Regions from separate parts of the Mus musculus genome. Here region 2 is linked to region 1. The links are chromatin contacts, called in public Hi-C maps. All regions are on one chromosome and are shown on one strand. The core of a region is the stretch at or near the end of the contact, and the rest is flanking DNA. Distances in the headings are between cores, read along the strand shown. Region 1 has its middle 120 kb from the start of Adamts1. Region 2 holds the start of Adamts1 (a disintegrin-like and metallopeptidase (reprolysin type) with thrombospondin type 1 motif, 1).

Region 1 (7,962 bases), core at 3,651-6,150:
TTAAGAACGAGTTATCAACATTACATTCTGATGTCTCCCTCAATCATCTTCCCGACATTATATATCTGGTCCTGGGCTCACTATAGTTTGTTTCATTCCAGAAAATTAGCTTTTTTTTTTCTTTGCTTATGCCTGTATTGGTACAGAGAGGGCCTTTCCTACTATGCTGCAATCCTTAGAGACAGAATCCAAATATTTATTTTAATAACTTCTGCTAAAGGAATTACATTAAAAATTTACAAATTATTCCCATGTGGAATGATGAAGGAATGATGGGAAGGAGTTTGGGAAGGAGTAATGATGAATGAAGAAAGGAGACAAAAGACAGGGGCATTTAAATAGGCACTAAAAAATGTGACCAGAAATGATGGACTGTATGTAAGGGGACAGCTTCACCTCCTTTGACAGCTCTGTGATCTATGTGTAACTAAGTGCTCTGTGTGCTGTGTGCTCCTAATACATGTTCAAATCTAAAAACTTCAGAATCCACCTTGAAAAGAAGAAGAATTAAACCTGTGAGGTGCCACATTTCAGAGTAAATCAGAAACTCTAAAACAATGCAGAATGTTCACTGAATTCATACTACTGGCTGAACAAACAGCCGAAAGCAAAGTCTAGATGTGGAACACGGGGGAAGGGGAACAGAAGTCCTGAACACTGGATCCATGCGTTGATTTCTTTCCCCATCTTTTCAAAAGAACTTCAAATGAAGTCTAACACAGTAAGACTATATGAACCTTTGCTTCACTCAGCCCTCTAAGGTGTAGGAGGCATGGCCAGACACACACATTATTCCATGTGAGTGGTCACTTGCCCAAGAACAGTCTGACGGACCAGGGCTTCCTTACTCCTCAGCTCTGAGTCATGAGGGTGAGGTGTAGACATAGCCACTCTTATCTTTGGGATGATCCTCTTCTTCTCTACGTAAATACATGAAATTATGACAGTGTTGGTATGTAGGTCCTTTTAACCCAAGGCCAGAGTCATACTATATTAATAATTATATGAACAGAAATGAAACATGTCTTCTGCCCTAAGCCTTTTGTTTCGTTCCCTATTGGACAAGCCAACCTTATCCAAAGGAATCAGCGATGTTCAGAAAGTACATCACAGTGACTGTGGCCTCAAAGGCCATGCTGAGATGGCTTATATCTCAGAAAGAAGTACTGTTTAGGAGATGACAATCAAACAGTAATGAGAAAGGGAACCTTGAGACACGCTGGGAGACGCCCTCATGTCTAGCATCTGCCGCTCTTTATGGTGTAAATGTAACCTTAAAATCAATGTTAGACTACCAATATGTTAACAGGCAGCGTTAAGAGCTCTGGATATCTAACAATCACCTCTTCCTAGCCTCTATGGACACGCCATGGGAAGAAGACTGCTGTCAGTCCAGAGAACACTCTTTTTCTCTTCTGAACAAACCTAGCAAAACCACCCTGAAACAACCTGAGCAGACCTCAGGACCACTGACTTGAAAACCAGGATGACTCGGATGCTTCTAGCTTTCTTTAAGTATTGCTAATGACTACAAATTACTCCTTAAGGGGGTTGGGGGGGGGGGAATGCAGATTGAGGTTTCACATAGTTCGCCATGATTGTCAATTAGTTCCTGATAAAATGTTAATGAAATGGCATTTTAGTAAGAAAGGTTTGGACCTAGGCCTTATTCTTAAGACATGTGGAGAATGAAGACTGAAGTGTGGACACTATGCCCCTCCTTAGATTTGGGAACAAAACACCCATGGAAGGAGTTACAGAGACGGAGTTTGGAGCTGAGATGAAAGGATGGACCATGTAGAGACTGCCATAGCCAGGGATCCACCCCATAATCAGCATCCAAACGCTGACACCATTGCATACACTAGCAAGATTTTATTGAAAGGACGCAGATGTAGCTGTCTCTTGTGAGACTATGCCGGGGCCCAGCAAACACAGAAGTGGATGCTCACAGTCAGCTAATGGATGGATCATAGGGCTCCCAATGGAGGAGCTAGAGAAAGTAGCCAAGGAGCTAAAGGGATCTGCAACCCTATAGGTGGAACAACATTATGAGCTAACCAGTACCCCGGAGCTCTTGACTCTAGCTGCATATATATCAAAAGATGGCCTAGTCGGCCATCACTGGAAAGAGAGGCCCATTGGACTTGCAAACTTTATATGCCCCAGTACAGGGGAATCCCAGGGCCAAAAAGGGGGAGTGGGTGGGCAGGGGAGTGGGGGTGGGTGGATATGGGGGACTTTTGGTATAGCATTGGAAATGTAAATGAGTTAAATACCTAATAAAAAATGGAAAAAAAAAAAAAAAGACATGTGCCAGGGCCGTGAAAGACTTTTATTCCACCCTGTTCAGTGCAGTGAACCCTGGGCTGCACTGCTGTTAGCCATTGCCTTCGTTACCACTGAAAATTAAGCAACTGCTTGTGTCCAGGTTCTTTTATGCCAAGATGTGACCCCAAATAAACAACCCTTCCCTTCCCACATGAAAAGCAGTTCCAGATGGATTCTGAACAGTACTAATGGTGCAAGAGTCAGCCAACAGCGTCCCTGGGGAGAACCTATGCTTGTTTGTCTTTTGTGGAAACCATACACCAGCATGGATGAGCTCCTTACAGATAAAATAGGAATTTCCCCAAATTTGCTGTGAATTCAGCTTGAATGAATATGGGTGGGTTTCCTTAGCTGCTGGAACAAATGGTGATAATTCTGTGAGGTAAAAGAATGAAAATTTACTTCTTGCTGCACTAAGGATCAAAAGTTCAAACTCCATCCCAGGGCTGGTTCTTCTAGAAGGTTCTGGGGAGGAATTTGCTTCGTTGCCATCTTCACCTTTCAGTGAGCGCCCGCATTCCTTAGCTGGTGTCTGCTCTCACATTGCCACAGCCTTGCCTCCTTCCACGAACTTCTGACTGCCTGTTTTCACTCGGGGTCTTTTAAAGATCCTTGACATTATACTCAGTCCATCAGAATTGCTCAAAATACCCTTCCACATAAAAAACCTTAACTTATTCATACCTGAAAACCTCCTTTGTCACAGGTAACATTCGGAAAAAATAGGATTGAGTATCTATGTGGAACATATCTCTCCCTCTCTATCCCTGTCTCCTCCCTTTCCCCAACTTCACACACTCACACACACACACACACTCTCTCTCTCTCTCTCTCTCTCTCACACACACACACACACACACACACACACACACACAGAATATATACACTGACAAATAATTTTTACTTCTTTTTTCCATGTCAAATGTAAGTGTTAATATTATAACAGATACCAAAGAGCTCTCAGGTTTTCACCATTAAGACCTACATATTCAGAGAATTAAGAAATCATTTTAGCTTTGCTAATTACGATGAAACATTTCTAAAGTGTCTATAATAAAGGCCTCATGAATATTATCTAAATTTCATTCCAGCAACATACCAGGCAGACCGTGTAGCTGTTAGGAATTTTTGTGATAACAAGTACATTGTCAAGTACAAGCTTCCACAATAAAAGAAGGTGACTAGGTAACATGTTCTAAGTAACTCTGATTGGCTGATAACTTTTGAGAGGGAAGAAAATGCGAATGAGCATCTAATTCTCCACTTGAGATTGAGTTGCCAAGTTGCAAAGATGTAGATAATAAATATTGTTGACTCCTAGCTAGCATAATAATGTAAAGGAATACAGCATTTTCATAACTGGCATACCATTTCAATGTGTTTCTATGTCCATCATTTTAAAATCTCACTTAAAGCCTAACAGACATTACCAGAAGTGCACGTTACACACACATACACATTTATAGCATTTAATTGAATACTAGTGTAGCTGTGACTTTTCTCATTGCTATGATCAAGCCTCAGACTGGATTCATCTGAATGGAGGAAAGGTTTATGTTCGCCTGGGTGTCACGGGAGTGAGGTGGTGGACAGAAAGGAGAGTCTGTCTGGGACCCCAGCCTAAACTCAGGGTGGGTCTGCCCACCTCAGTCAACTCAGTCTAGAAACTCCCTCACCAAGGTGTCCAGTGATTTGTGTCTGCAGCAGTTCTGAGTCCTGTCAAGCTGACTGGCCATCAATACTAGCTATCCCACCAGTTGCTAAACATTTTGGCACAAATTATGATCCATTAGTTCCCAAGAAAAATAGAACACTGTTTCACTGAAACTCTGACCATGACTGAATAATTTTCCCTGTTTTAACTCTTGGGATTTTTGTCTTATTCTTTCTGCCACTGTTTACAATATTAGATCAGTTTTGCCTATAGTGCTAAGATCTAAGGACAGCTAAAGAACTTCTACATGTGTCTAAGAGGGTTTATCTCACATTTTTGCTAAGCACCACTTAACTAGTTATTGAAATGCTCTTTAATTTTACCACTAATTCTTATCTAGCTATTTGAAATGTCAATATTAAGGAGGCTTCCCCAAAACAATATTGTTACACTTTTTGGAAACATCTATTGCTTACATTATGATTAATGAGAGAGAGAGAGAGAGAGAGAGAGAGAGAGAGAGAGAGAGAGAGATAACACACATATGCAAATGATATCCTTCAGCAGGCTTGTGGTTGTATATATTTCCAAAGATTCATTTCCTGTGCCTCTATCACTTGCTCTAAAGATAAGAACATCCCCATCTAAAAACCGTCACTCTTTCTTCTCAGGCGTCCGTCCTCCGAGGGTCTCTGCCTACGAAATCTTCTCTGGCAATCATCATCGCCCAGCCTGCAGATCAGGTTTCCTTGCTTCTCCCTTTCTGTTCCTCTTGCCTTTGCTGGCTGTGTCACAACTCTGTGGGTGGTCTGCTGTCATCACACTGTGCACCTGTCCCAATTAGCAAGCCTGAGCTGTTGCCAACACAGCAGGCTGAGTGCTGCTAAGCTGCCCCGTGGTGTGACCTCATGGCTCACCAGGCAGCATCTGGATGGTAGGTGCTGTCTAGACACCCGTTGGCTGGGACTGCGTGGTAGGCGAAGGGTATGGAGCCGGAGGTTTCTCACAGCATGGTTCAAGGTCAGAAAAGCACTCATGAGAAAATTAACATCTGGGACCAACTTACCCATCTCTGTCCTCTGGGAGCATCATGGGACCTGACACATACCAGCCTCAGATATTTGTTGAAATGTGTGTAGCAACTCTGCTTTTCCTTTGTGATCACAAAATCTAGAGTAATGTTGAGTCCAAGTACAGGACAACTCATGGGAGAAGAATTCTGGATTCCAATCTTCCTCTGCTGTATTTCAGCTTTGTGACAATGACTGTGTTTGTGGCGACCCTTTGCCCCAGTTTCATACTCTGTTTGCCCATCAGTGGCCTTGTTAGTGTGACCGGGATTCTTATTTAAAAAACAAAGGAAGAAAGGAAGGAAGGAAGGAAGGAAGGAAGGAAGAAAGAAAGAAAGAAAGAAAGAAAGAAAGAAAGAAAGAAAGAAAGAAAGAGAGAAAGAAAGAGAGAGAGAGAGAAAGGAAGAGAGAAAGGAAGAAAGCAAGCAAGCAAGCAGTGGCTTTGAAAAGTACTTAACATATAACTAAGAGACAAGTTTAAAGCTCAGAAATCACTGCAGTTTTGTTTGTTTTTGAGACAGAAACTCTCGTGGCCCAGAATGGCCACTCGAAATCCCTGGGTAACTAACGATGGCTTCAAACCTGTGATTCTTCTGTAACTAGCTCCCATGGGCTGGGATTACAGGCCTGAGCCATAATAGACTGTGTGGTTCTAGAGACAGAACCAGATCTCATCCATGCTGGGCAAGTTCCCTATGAACTGAGAAACATTCCAGCCTCATACCGTAATGTTTTTTTTAAAATCACAGTTCATTTCATCTGTAATCTTCTACTCAGCCTACCCACTTTGATAATTTTCCCACTCCTGTGCTTTTTAAATAGGACACCTATTTAACAACATTGCCAGTGAGCAATCAGAGTTAGTCAAAAGCGCTTCTTTACCTTCCTGTACTCCAGATCTTAAACTGGCCTCAGTAATGTCTTTGCAAAGACAGAGACTCCCAGCAACATTCTTGGGACCTTCATAAAGAGAGAGGAGAGGTGAGAGAATGTCCTAAGTCTTCCCTCCAAGCCTCAGCCATAAGTTTTTGATACACAGGTGCTAAGGAACCAGGCACCTCAACCTTGAGTTGTTGTCAGAAAACAATAAAGTGAGAAATGGAAACAGGAATCACTTTGACACAAGCATTCCCTAGGACTGAATGTTATTCTGGGTTTTATGTCTGCAGGTTTTATACAGCAAGGTGGGCTGTTCTCAGAGAGAGAGAAGGATACAGAGATGGCCTGTCCTTAGGGAGAGAGAGAGAGAGAAGGATACAGAGATGGCCTGTCCTTAGAGAGAGAGAGAGAGAGAGAGAGAGAGAGAGAGAAGGGAAGAAGGCAAGGGGGAACCTGCTGGAAGAAACCTTGACACATCCCAATGACTGGCTCAAGAGAAATTGAGTGAGATTGGAATTCTGCCATTGGTTCATTCATGGCTCTTAGCCAGAGGCTGAAGATCTCTCCCGAGGGGTTGATGGAGCCTCCTTTCTGCATTTATCATGACAAGTGATCATGAGGAAGGAGCCTCTGAAGGAACAGTTAAATGAGTTGTTTTCCTGTATTCAAGCACATCTCTACACACACACACATACACACACACACACACACACACACACACACACACAGAGACAGAGAGACAGAGACAGGGAGATAGAGAGATAGACACAGAGACAGAGAGATCTGTTTTTGTTTACTATTTGCACAGGAGTTTGGTTTTAATATATTAATCAATCATGAAAAAAAAACCCTCAGGAAAAGTTTATGAGCAAGAGGGAAATCCGTTGGCCTCCTGTCTTGTACATCTACATTGTATTTAACCAGATGGTTTCATGACATTTGCTGAGTCCAGCATAGTACAAAGTATAGCTTCATCAAACCCTGTAGCATGCTGTCTTGGTGGATCCATATCCAGATGATGGATAATTTCACCAACTGACAACTGTACTGCTTTCTGGTATGGAAGTGAAAAGGAGAAATTTACACTATCATTTATAAGTTAAATGAACTTCCTTGTGTAACCACTAGATGGCACTTTTAACCCACAATCAGCTACCACTAAAACTGATACTTTATTTTTATTCAAACATTCTTACTATTTGAGAAAGGATGGAATATAAGAGAATATTATGTTTCTTTAAAAAATATTAATTGTAAGTAAAATCTACCAAAGTATAGTTGAGTGTGACTTTTTAAAACATGAGCTTCATTTTAAAAAACAACTTAATGGCCAAACTGTGATCCTAGACTATTTAATGCACCAAACAAAAGATTTATGTAAGCCTACATTTTGAAATACACCAACATGTGAAATGCGGCAGCTGCAAATGAAGCAGGAAGTCTAGATTTTTCCTATTGTACTCCACTTGACTGCTAAAAAGCAGAATTCATATGTCTCCTTGGGCCTATGTTTTCACAATTTTTTGGAAACTCAAACTCAGTCTCGTGATGACTTCATTCGCTTAAATAATGTTTTTAAATTGTAGTTTACACAAAGCAGAAAACAACTTCCCAACCAAAGGTTTATAAAAAAAGGTCTATGTTGGACCCGTGCTGATGCTGATGACTTGAAAACAAATGATAATGTACGCTGAGCAATCTCAATGCGATGAGCACCGGCTGACTAGTCTCCCACACATGAGGAGAGATGATTAGGAAGAAGTGTGTGTTTCCACAAAAAGTAACGGCAGCGCTGACAATGTGGGTCAGCGCTCAGTTACAGGAAGATCGTAATAACCTCAAATGTAGTTCCCAGTCCCGGGAACACAGAACACTGGCTCCGGGGACCACAATTTGCAAGATGCAGCCAATCATATTGGCTATCTCCTGACGAAATCTAATCACTATTACTATCAAGAATGTCCCAGGAAGAGCGCATTTCATCTTCAACAGGCTTTGCAAGAAGGGTCAGGGAAAGCGAGGAGTAAC
Region 2 (7,962 bases), core at 3,061-5,560, 120 kb before region 1:
CTTGAAAATGTGTAAATACAAGTAATATTGAAATATTTAAAAATTGGTTTACAGATTCCTTAAAATGGTAAGAGAAATCTGTTACATATCGTTGGAAAGACATAAAACTTTTGCAAATTCCTAGTTTAACTGGAAAAGAAAACCAAATACCATTTGTTGTAGACTATCGCCACCTTGTGGGCTAAGCAAGAGGTACTGAAGCTGGTGACCCTTTTAAGGTGGAATTTTTTTTCTAATATAAAATTCCTTTTTCTAATAAAATAAAATTAATAATTGTAAAAAGAACATAAGTCACAAGTCTGATAATATATTTACTTACCAAAGATTTATATTAAAATACCAAGAGATATTTTATTAAAAATTATGACTGTGGTAGTTTATTTCTGAGATCCCCAGTTTCATACTGAATCATCTTGAACAAGTTAATGAGCCACTTTAAGGCTCCCCTCTGCTATATTTTTCAGGAAAATAAATTAGAAAGATTATACTTCTCTCAGATCTTCCAGTGTACAAATTTGGGGTTGGTAGATACCCTATGTCCAAATGGAATTAATAATTTTTCAGACTTTGATGTTTATTAAACTCACAACCTGCTTAAAATGGATGTTTTCTTTCTGAAATCTCCATTTAGATAAAAAATATTCATTGCTCCAGCGTTGACATTTGTTCCTATGTACTCCAAAGGGAGACTAACGCCAGACGGCTTTTGCATTTCTAATTGGCAGAGCATGTAGTAGGAGTTACAAATCAAAAGCCTTCCATGCTTATGAAATGTGCTCATTAGCTGTTACTGTAGGTGATATTTACACTCAAAGAATCCTAATAGCGCCTCCATATTACCAGACTTCCTCACCTCCATGGCTGCCTGGAGAGTGCTCTCTTTGATAAAGACTTCACGAGAATTATTCTGTGTCTTTAACCTGTGGATCCTTGAGACACGCAAACATGGAAGAAACTCATTGACGTTCACAGTTGATACCCACTTCTTTTACTTCAAACTCTACTTTTTTTTTTTCCCTCCCTTGGGGACTCAGTGTGTAAAAAAAAAAAAAAAAAAAAAAAAAAAAAAACAAGTCTTCTTTTATAAGCTTGAATTTTGTATTTTGAGATGAATGAGTTCAGGTCATCTCAGTAAGTTCCCAAATAAATAACTTCTTGAAGTCTTCCTCTTAAGACGCGTTAAGCTGGTGTTTCTGCAAGCTCATCTATGAAGAAATACACTCTATAGGAAGAAAACCAGAAGTACAAGGGACAGATGTTAGCAGAGCATAGGGATTTCGAGTTGCCGACACAAATCCAGGAGCAAGGGTTTTATAAGTGTAACACTATGCAAGTTACTACAACAACCCAGTGTTTCACCATTGTCTCTCTGGTCAGTAAATGGAACCCCTAAGATCTTGCTTTTTCATTCAGATATTTTCTTTCAATTTACATTTTGCTTATACAGATGGGTATGTGTTATAGGCTTGTGTGCCAAACACACAATGCTGATCTTAATTGTTTTAAAAGTGGATTAGAGACTCTTCTGAATGTGCACTATTTTTTTTTCAGTTTAGTAATTGGCAACTCCAATACTCATGTCTCTGTTGAAGCGATTAAAAAAGAATCATTTCCCAGAACTACAGGTGCACAACAGATTGGAGCCATTATGCAAAAGAACAGAAATCTGGAGAGAAACCCAGAGAATATAAAAGCCATGTTCCTGGCAACCCTTTCCCCTTTAACTCAGTGCCTTTTTTTTTCCAGCTCTATTTGGATACAGAACATGAAATATGAAAAAATTATAATGGATTTGAAGTAACCCATTTGAGATTCGAAATGTACTCCCAAATGAAAATCTCTTTCAATAAGAGCACACGAGAGGCAGAAATGGGCTCACAGCCAAGCTTGCAACTTTAAAAGGTAAAGTCGCCTGCCATGGGAGAGTGGAGAGACTGAAATATACTACACTTTGATTTGAAAATTACATATGTTTCTGGTGGTCCTGCAACTCTTCCTTCCTGCCTCAATTGAAGGAGATCACACATACATTATGGATCTAGTAAGACTTTCATCCCTTGTCCACCTCAAGCATCTTTCATCTCCCTTGCCCACCGGCTTTTATGTTCTACATTCTAAGCAAGGAAGTAAAGGCACGGGTGAATCTGCCCTTGTTTGTATTTGTTCTCACAAGTATCTAACCTTGCTGGTTAGCAAGTGAGAGAGAACAGAGGGGAAAGGAAGCCACACAAACAGGAAAGATTAAAAAAAAAAAAAAAAGTCAGGCAGCATAACAGAAAATGGAAATGCTTCTCAAATAAAGTGGGTCGACCGACCAGGAATGTGGGCTTCGGGAAAGCCCACTTGTGAATCAGGTTCTTAAACAAAAAAGAAAGAGGCCGGACACCCCACAAATGAATGGGCTCCGCTCCTAACTGTGGATGTCAGTGAGAGCTGAAGAAGAGCTGAAGAAAGATGAAGAAACAGAAAGGAAGGAAGACGAACAACATCAAAGTTCCCTGGTGGAAGAGCAAGGTTGCTTGATGTGTTTAGTTCAGCTATCAGTGTGATTTTAAGAAACCAAAATTTGAGAGCGGACTCCTCGGATGAGTGCAATCACCAGGAAGTTGTTAAGAGCTTGGAGGTTGGAGGTTGGGGTAGTCTTGTTTCTCCCAGTCACTCCTCCTCCTCCTCCTCCTCCTCCTCCTCCTCCTCCTCCTCCTCGTCCTCCTCCTTCTTCTTCTTTTAATTCGATATTCCCTGGTGTGGGAAACAAAGTTTTTGTTTGTTTTCATGAAGACTATCTAGAACCCTGGGAAAGTGTCTGCCAGAAACCTTTGGAAGATTGCAAGGGACTGTCTGAGGCCCACAAATTTAGGAAGATCTGGGGAGGAGCAAAGGATTAACCAAGAGCCAACCGGAGCAGCAGTTGGGGGTGGGGCAGCAAGTCGGGAGCCCAGAACTGGGCAGGGCAGGGAGCAAGAGCTAGCTGGTGTGAGCGCGCGGGTCTGCCTGAGGACTTGGGCTGTGGTTCTCAAGCTTGTCCTAATGCCTTTCCGCCAGTGAGAGCATTGTGAACTATTTCCTTCCTCTGGGTCACAGAACCCCTCCCTCTTTCTCAGTTCAGGAGCCTCTCTCGACTTTTTCTTAGGGGCCGGGGTTGGAAGGGCTCAGCTTTTGTGACTTTCGTAACGCGGATGCTGCCTTTCCCTTCCCGGTAGGAAGCGGGGAGGGGGGGGGAGGGGAACTCGGTTTCCTTCCACCCCATCACCCAACCCTCCTTCCCCCCACACCGTTCCCCCCCGCCGCCGCTTTGGACTTGATACTGAAGTGGGGAATCTTAGATGCATCTGTCCGCCTGGCCTGCGGCCTGCAGCAGCTGCTGTTAAGATTTTGGAAGAACGCAGACTAGAAGGGAGTTGCTTCTCCAATGAAGAAGAGAAAGCAGAAATCCCTTTTTTTTTTTTTTTTTTTTTTTTTTTTGTCTCTAGGGAACTAAAGCTGGTTCCAGATAGACTATTCTGGAAAAAGCCAAGATACACACACACACACACACACACACACACACACACACATCGCCCCACCCCCACCCCCCACCCCAGAGGTCTCTAGGTAGGACTTGAGGAAACTGTTAAGGTCGTTCCACGTGGATTTTTAGAATCCAGAGTTGGAGAGGTGCTCTATGAACCACCACCACCACCACCACACACACACACACACACACACTCTCTCTCTCTCTCTCTCTCTCTCTCTCTTCCTCTCTCTTTCTTTTCTCTTCCTGAGAAGCGCAGAATCAACACTTTGCCCAAGAAAAGCTGGGGTAAAGAGAAGGACGCTTTAGCCATGGTGCCCATGGAAACGTAGACGAGACGGAAAAGTAGGGTGCTTTTTAAGAAAAGGCAGCTGTAGCTAATAGCCCACTTTGGGGCAGAAGAGGCTCTGACTAGGGGAGAAAAGGAATGTTGAGGAATCTTTTCAATTCGACCCTCTTTCTTGGAAACTGCAGCCCAGCCGGGGCACAGGAAGGGCGACAGGAAGCAGGGTGGTCCGGGAATCAGCAGCCGAGAGATGAAGTTAAAGGTTCACTCTTTTCCCCAGAGCAGCCAGCGCTGTACAAAGTGCTGGTCCCAGCGCTGTTTCGGCGTCTTACACCCCCAGAGTGACGAGCTGTGGCGTGAGGCCAGGGCGGAGGCTGCCCCCTCCCCCTTCAGGCCCCGAGGCGCAGAGCTCGGTTTAGCACCGACTGAGCTCAGGGGGCGGTGTCGCAGTGTTGGGGGAAGGAGGGGCTCCTATGTGGCTATAAAGGGGCGGCCGGGGCTGCCTGGTCCTTGCACTCGCTAGAAAGCAGCTCCGAGCTAGGTGCTATCGCAAGGCCAGAGCGCACAGCCCGGCGGAGAGAGCAGATCCTTGCTCAGATCGAGTCAAATCGGGGCCAAGGCGGAGGACGAAGAGTCCAGGCTCCTATTCTGGACTTGTTCCCCAGCTCCGGGGGCGCTTCTAGGTCCTGCAGCAGCCAGCAGTGCGGAGCCACCAACTCGGTGCTGGAATGAAAAAATTCCCGCGCGCCAGTGCAGAATCTTTCTAAGTGACCCGGAGCTTCGGGTGCTAGCTCTGCACGAACTTTCCCATCAAAGTGATCGTGAATTTTAAGCATCAGGAGCAGGCCAGCGAAGCTCTACGCGTCTAAACGTCTATCCAGACCAAGAGTTCTCTGCGGTGCAGGGTGCGGTGCCATGCAGCCAAAAGTCCCTTTGGGGTCACGCAAGCAGAAGCCCTGCTCCGACATGGGGGACGTCCAGCGGGCAGCGAGATCTCGGGGCTCTCTGTCCGCACACATGCTGTTGCTGCTCCTCGCTTCCATAACAATGCTGCTATGTGCGCGGGGCGCACACGGGCGCCCCACGGAGGAAGATGAGGAGCTGGTCCTGCCCTCGCTGGAGCGCGCCCCGGGCCACGATTCCACCACCACACGCCTTCGTCTGGACGCCTTTGGCCAGCAGCTACATCTGAAGTTGCAGCCGGACAGCGGTTTCTTGGCGCCTGGCTTCACCCTGCAGACTGTGGGGCGCAGTCCCGGGTCCGAGGCACAACATCTGGACCCCACCGGGGACCTGGCTCACTGCTTCTACTCTGGCACGGTGAACGGTGATCCCGGCTCTGCCGCAGCCCTCAGCCTCTGTGAAGGTGTGCGTGGTGCCTTCTACCTACAAGGAGAGGAGTTCTTCATTCAGCCAGCGCCTGGAGTGGCCACCGAGCGCCTGGCCCCTGCCGTGCCCGAGGAGGAGTCATCCGCACGGCCGCAGTTCCACATCCTGAGGCGAAGGCGGCGGGGCAGTGGCGGCGCCAAGTGCGGCGTCATGGACGACGAGACCCTGCCAACCAGCGACTCGCGACCCGAGAGCCAGAACACCCGGAACCAGTGGCCTGTGCGGGACCCCACGCCTCAGGACGCGGGAAAGCCATCAGGTATAAGAGTGACCCCCATCTCTCAGTCTTTACGAGGCGTGACTTGGGGTCACACTCCAGATCGCCTCTAAATGCGAATGACTCAGACTTGCAGTGAATTGAAGTTCTGGGTCGTGACCTTCCCGCTCCCCCCCCCAAAAAAAGTGTGACCATACTCTGCTAGAACACTTATTTGCCCGAATAGTTAATAATTTGAGAAAGAGAGAAAGAATCGGAGGTCCTGTAGATAAGGGCTAAGCGTTTCCTCCGCGAAGCCAATAACCCGACTCCTTACACTGAAGAATCTCTCTCCATCCCTTTAATGCCTTTAGTGAATGTATGAGTTCACTTTAACTAGGTTGTAGTTTCGCGCTGAGTTTTGTAACGTCAGTCCGTGTGAGCACGTAGCGCTCAAAGGAGGGCGGAGTAGAGGAGCCATGGTGACCTGGATGTGCGTTCAGGAGCCTGGGCAACGGCAGTGGTGATCTCATTTCTGTGGCCTTCCGTCTGTCCCCTTCCCCCATTTGAAAAGCTGACCCCGATGGCTGGTGGCTCCGTTGGGCCCCTCTGCAGAACCTGCTTGGGAGGTCTTTGCTTGGCTCGCCCCGCCTCCACGCGCCTCCTACCTCGGCCTCGTTGCTCGCACTCCCTCTCCCGGCAGAGGTTGGACTCCCCAGCGCTGAGGAATGTTAGCCTGGACTGATCCTCCCTGCTACACATTCGCCTGACTCTGCCGTGTTCAGTCCCTACCAGCCAGTTAGTTCTTTTTAATCATTCAAATTTCTTTTTGCCCTTTTCTAGATTTCTCCCTCTTTTCCGACTTGTCCCTAGGAGCTGGTATTCATATCCTACTTTACGATTTCTCTGACCGCTGAGTCTCAGCAGCCCGAAAAAGGCCATTTTCCAAATTGGCAACCCTGGTTTGAGAAAGGAACTTATTCCCCCCGGGGCACTGGGAGTGAGAGGAGGCAGGAACACACTGCTGGGCAGAGTGGGTGGTCCTAGTGCCCGGAACTGGATCAAGCAGAGAACCCCCTGGGACCCCTTGAATGAGAGAGCTGAGCCTTACAGACTGAGACTCCTCAAGCCCCACCCCTTGGCTGAGGCTCCCCGCCCTGCCCCATGCCTTCCACGTGGAGCTGGATGATCTCATTCGGGATTTCAGCCCTGGCTTCAATAGTGAAAGGGTGACTCAGGGCGCTCCGCCTGCTTCTCTTGCCAAGTTTTTACTACAGCTGGGTAGAAATGATAGCCATACTGCCTCACTCAGGCTGTGGAGTCTTCAAAGACCACAAAAGAAATCCTGCGGACACATATATAGACAGTTTGATCACTCTGTTGCTTTTTTTGTTTTGTTTTGTTTTGTTTTATTTAAAGCAAAAGAAAAAAAACTTAAAAATAACATTCACAGTTTTTAGAAGATGCAAATATTTGTTTTATTTTTGTTCCAGGTGTATTTCAGTTTTATTTACTTTGACTAGGTTGACTTTCCTAATATACCCCGAGAAGGTCACTATTAGGAGAAGGACTGCCCATGAGCAAACTTCCTTTTCTTTTTACAGGACCAGGAAGCATAAGGAAGAAGCGATTTGTGTCCAGCCCCCGTTATGTGGAAACCATGCTCGTAGCTGACCAGTCCATGGCCGACTTCCACGGCAGCGGTCTAAAGCATTACCTTCTAACCCTGTTCTCGGTGGCAGCCAGGTTTTACAAGCATCCCAGCATTAGGAATTCAATTAGCCTGGTGGTGGTGAAGATCTTGGTCATATACGAGGAGCAGAAGGGACCAGAAGTTACCTCCAATGCAGCTCTCACCCTTCGGAATTTCTGCAGCTGGCAGAAACAACACAACAGCCCCAGTGACCGGGATCCAGAGCACTATGACACTGCAATTCTGTTCACCAGACAGGTAAGACAAGAGCTTATCAACCATTTCCTCAACTCAACTCGGAGGTCAGCCTTGTGTTGGATGGGATGAGAGGGTGGGGGTGTGGCAGAGAGGAAACCCGGAAGGGGGATAACATTTGAAATGTAAACAAAATAACCAGTTAAAAAAAAAAAAGGCATCTCATCTGTATTGCCTCATTTCCTTTCGGTTATAGGCTAGCTCAATCTGTCTTGCTTATTTCTATTTTAAATTTCCACATCTCAAGTTCCACAGTTCTATTTTAAAAGCATTACAGGGAATCTTGCTTTAGAGTCAGTCCTTCAAGTCCAGCAATAATGAATGGACAGGCTTCAAAGTGCATGTGAAGACATGCCCAACTGAAGAGCTAAGTATCAAGTCCACTCTCTCCTACTTAAAAGGGATTTCCCTTGCCTCTTTGTAGGATTTATGTGGCTCCCACACGTGTGACACTCTCGGAATGGCAGATGTTGGAACCGTATGTGACCCCAGCAGGAGCTGCTCAGTCATAGAAGATGATGGTTTGCAAGCCGCCTTCACCACAGCCCATGAATTGGGTAAGTCGGCTTCAGAGTACAAGTTAAGCCCAAATGCATGGATACAACCCAATAAGTCAATCTGATGTGAGAGAG

What was found. Hi-C and Micro-C count contacts between places; a contact is called where the count stands out from the background.
Region 2: a contact with region 1 is called in a Hi-C map of cerebellum, with 2.8 times the contacts expected there. The contact joins the promoter of Adamts1 here to the enhancer-like site in region 1. A contact is called at or near these places in 2 of 39 promoter capture datasets (the 3T3-L1 cell line and 3T3-L1-derived adipocytes), 29 of 484 Hi-C or Micro-C datasets (3T3-L1-derived adipocytes, the AtT-20 cell line, the C2C12 cell line and 20 more) and 1 of 115 datasets of contacts at active chromatin or transcription factors (embryonic stem cells).

Annotation. Positions count from the first base shown.
Region 1 is chr16:85,677,494-85,685,455 of GRCm38.p6, reverse strand. No RefSeq gene overlaps it. Among named protein-coding and RNA genes, the nearest start is that of Adamts1, 120 kb to the left of the region's middle. Within about 2 kb of position 4,900, at least 26 of the 459 cell types and tissues checked have an H3K27ac peak or open chromatin away from gene starts, as enhancers often do. A contact at or near this core is called in the AtT-20 cell line, cerebellum and muscle stem cells, where this site is marked.
Region 2 is chr16:85,799,461-85,807,422 of GRCm38.p6, reverse strand. Adamts1 (a disintegrin-like and metallopeptidase (reprolysin type) with thrombospondin type 1 motif, 1) reads left to right here and starts at 4,310. Exons shown (of 9, transcript NM_009621.5): 1 at 4,310-5,445; 2 at 6,987-7,333; 3 at 7,755-7,887. The coding sequence starts at 4,713.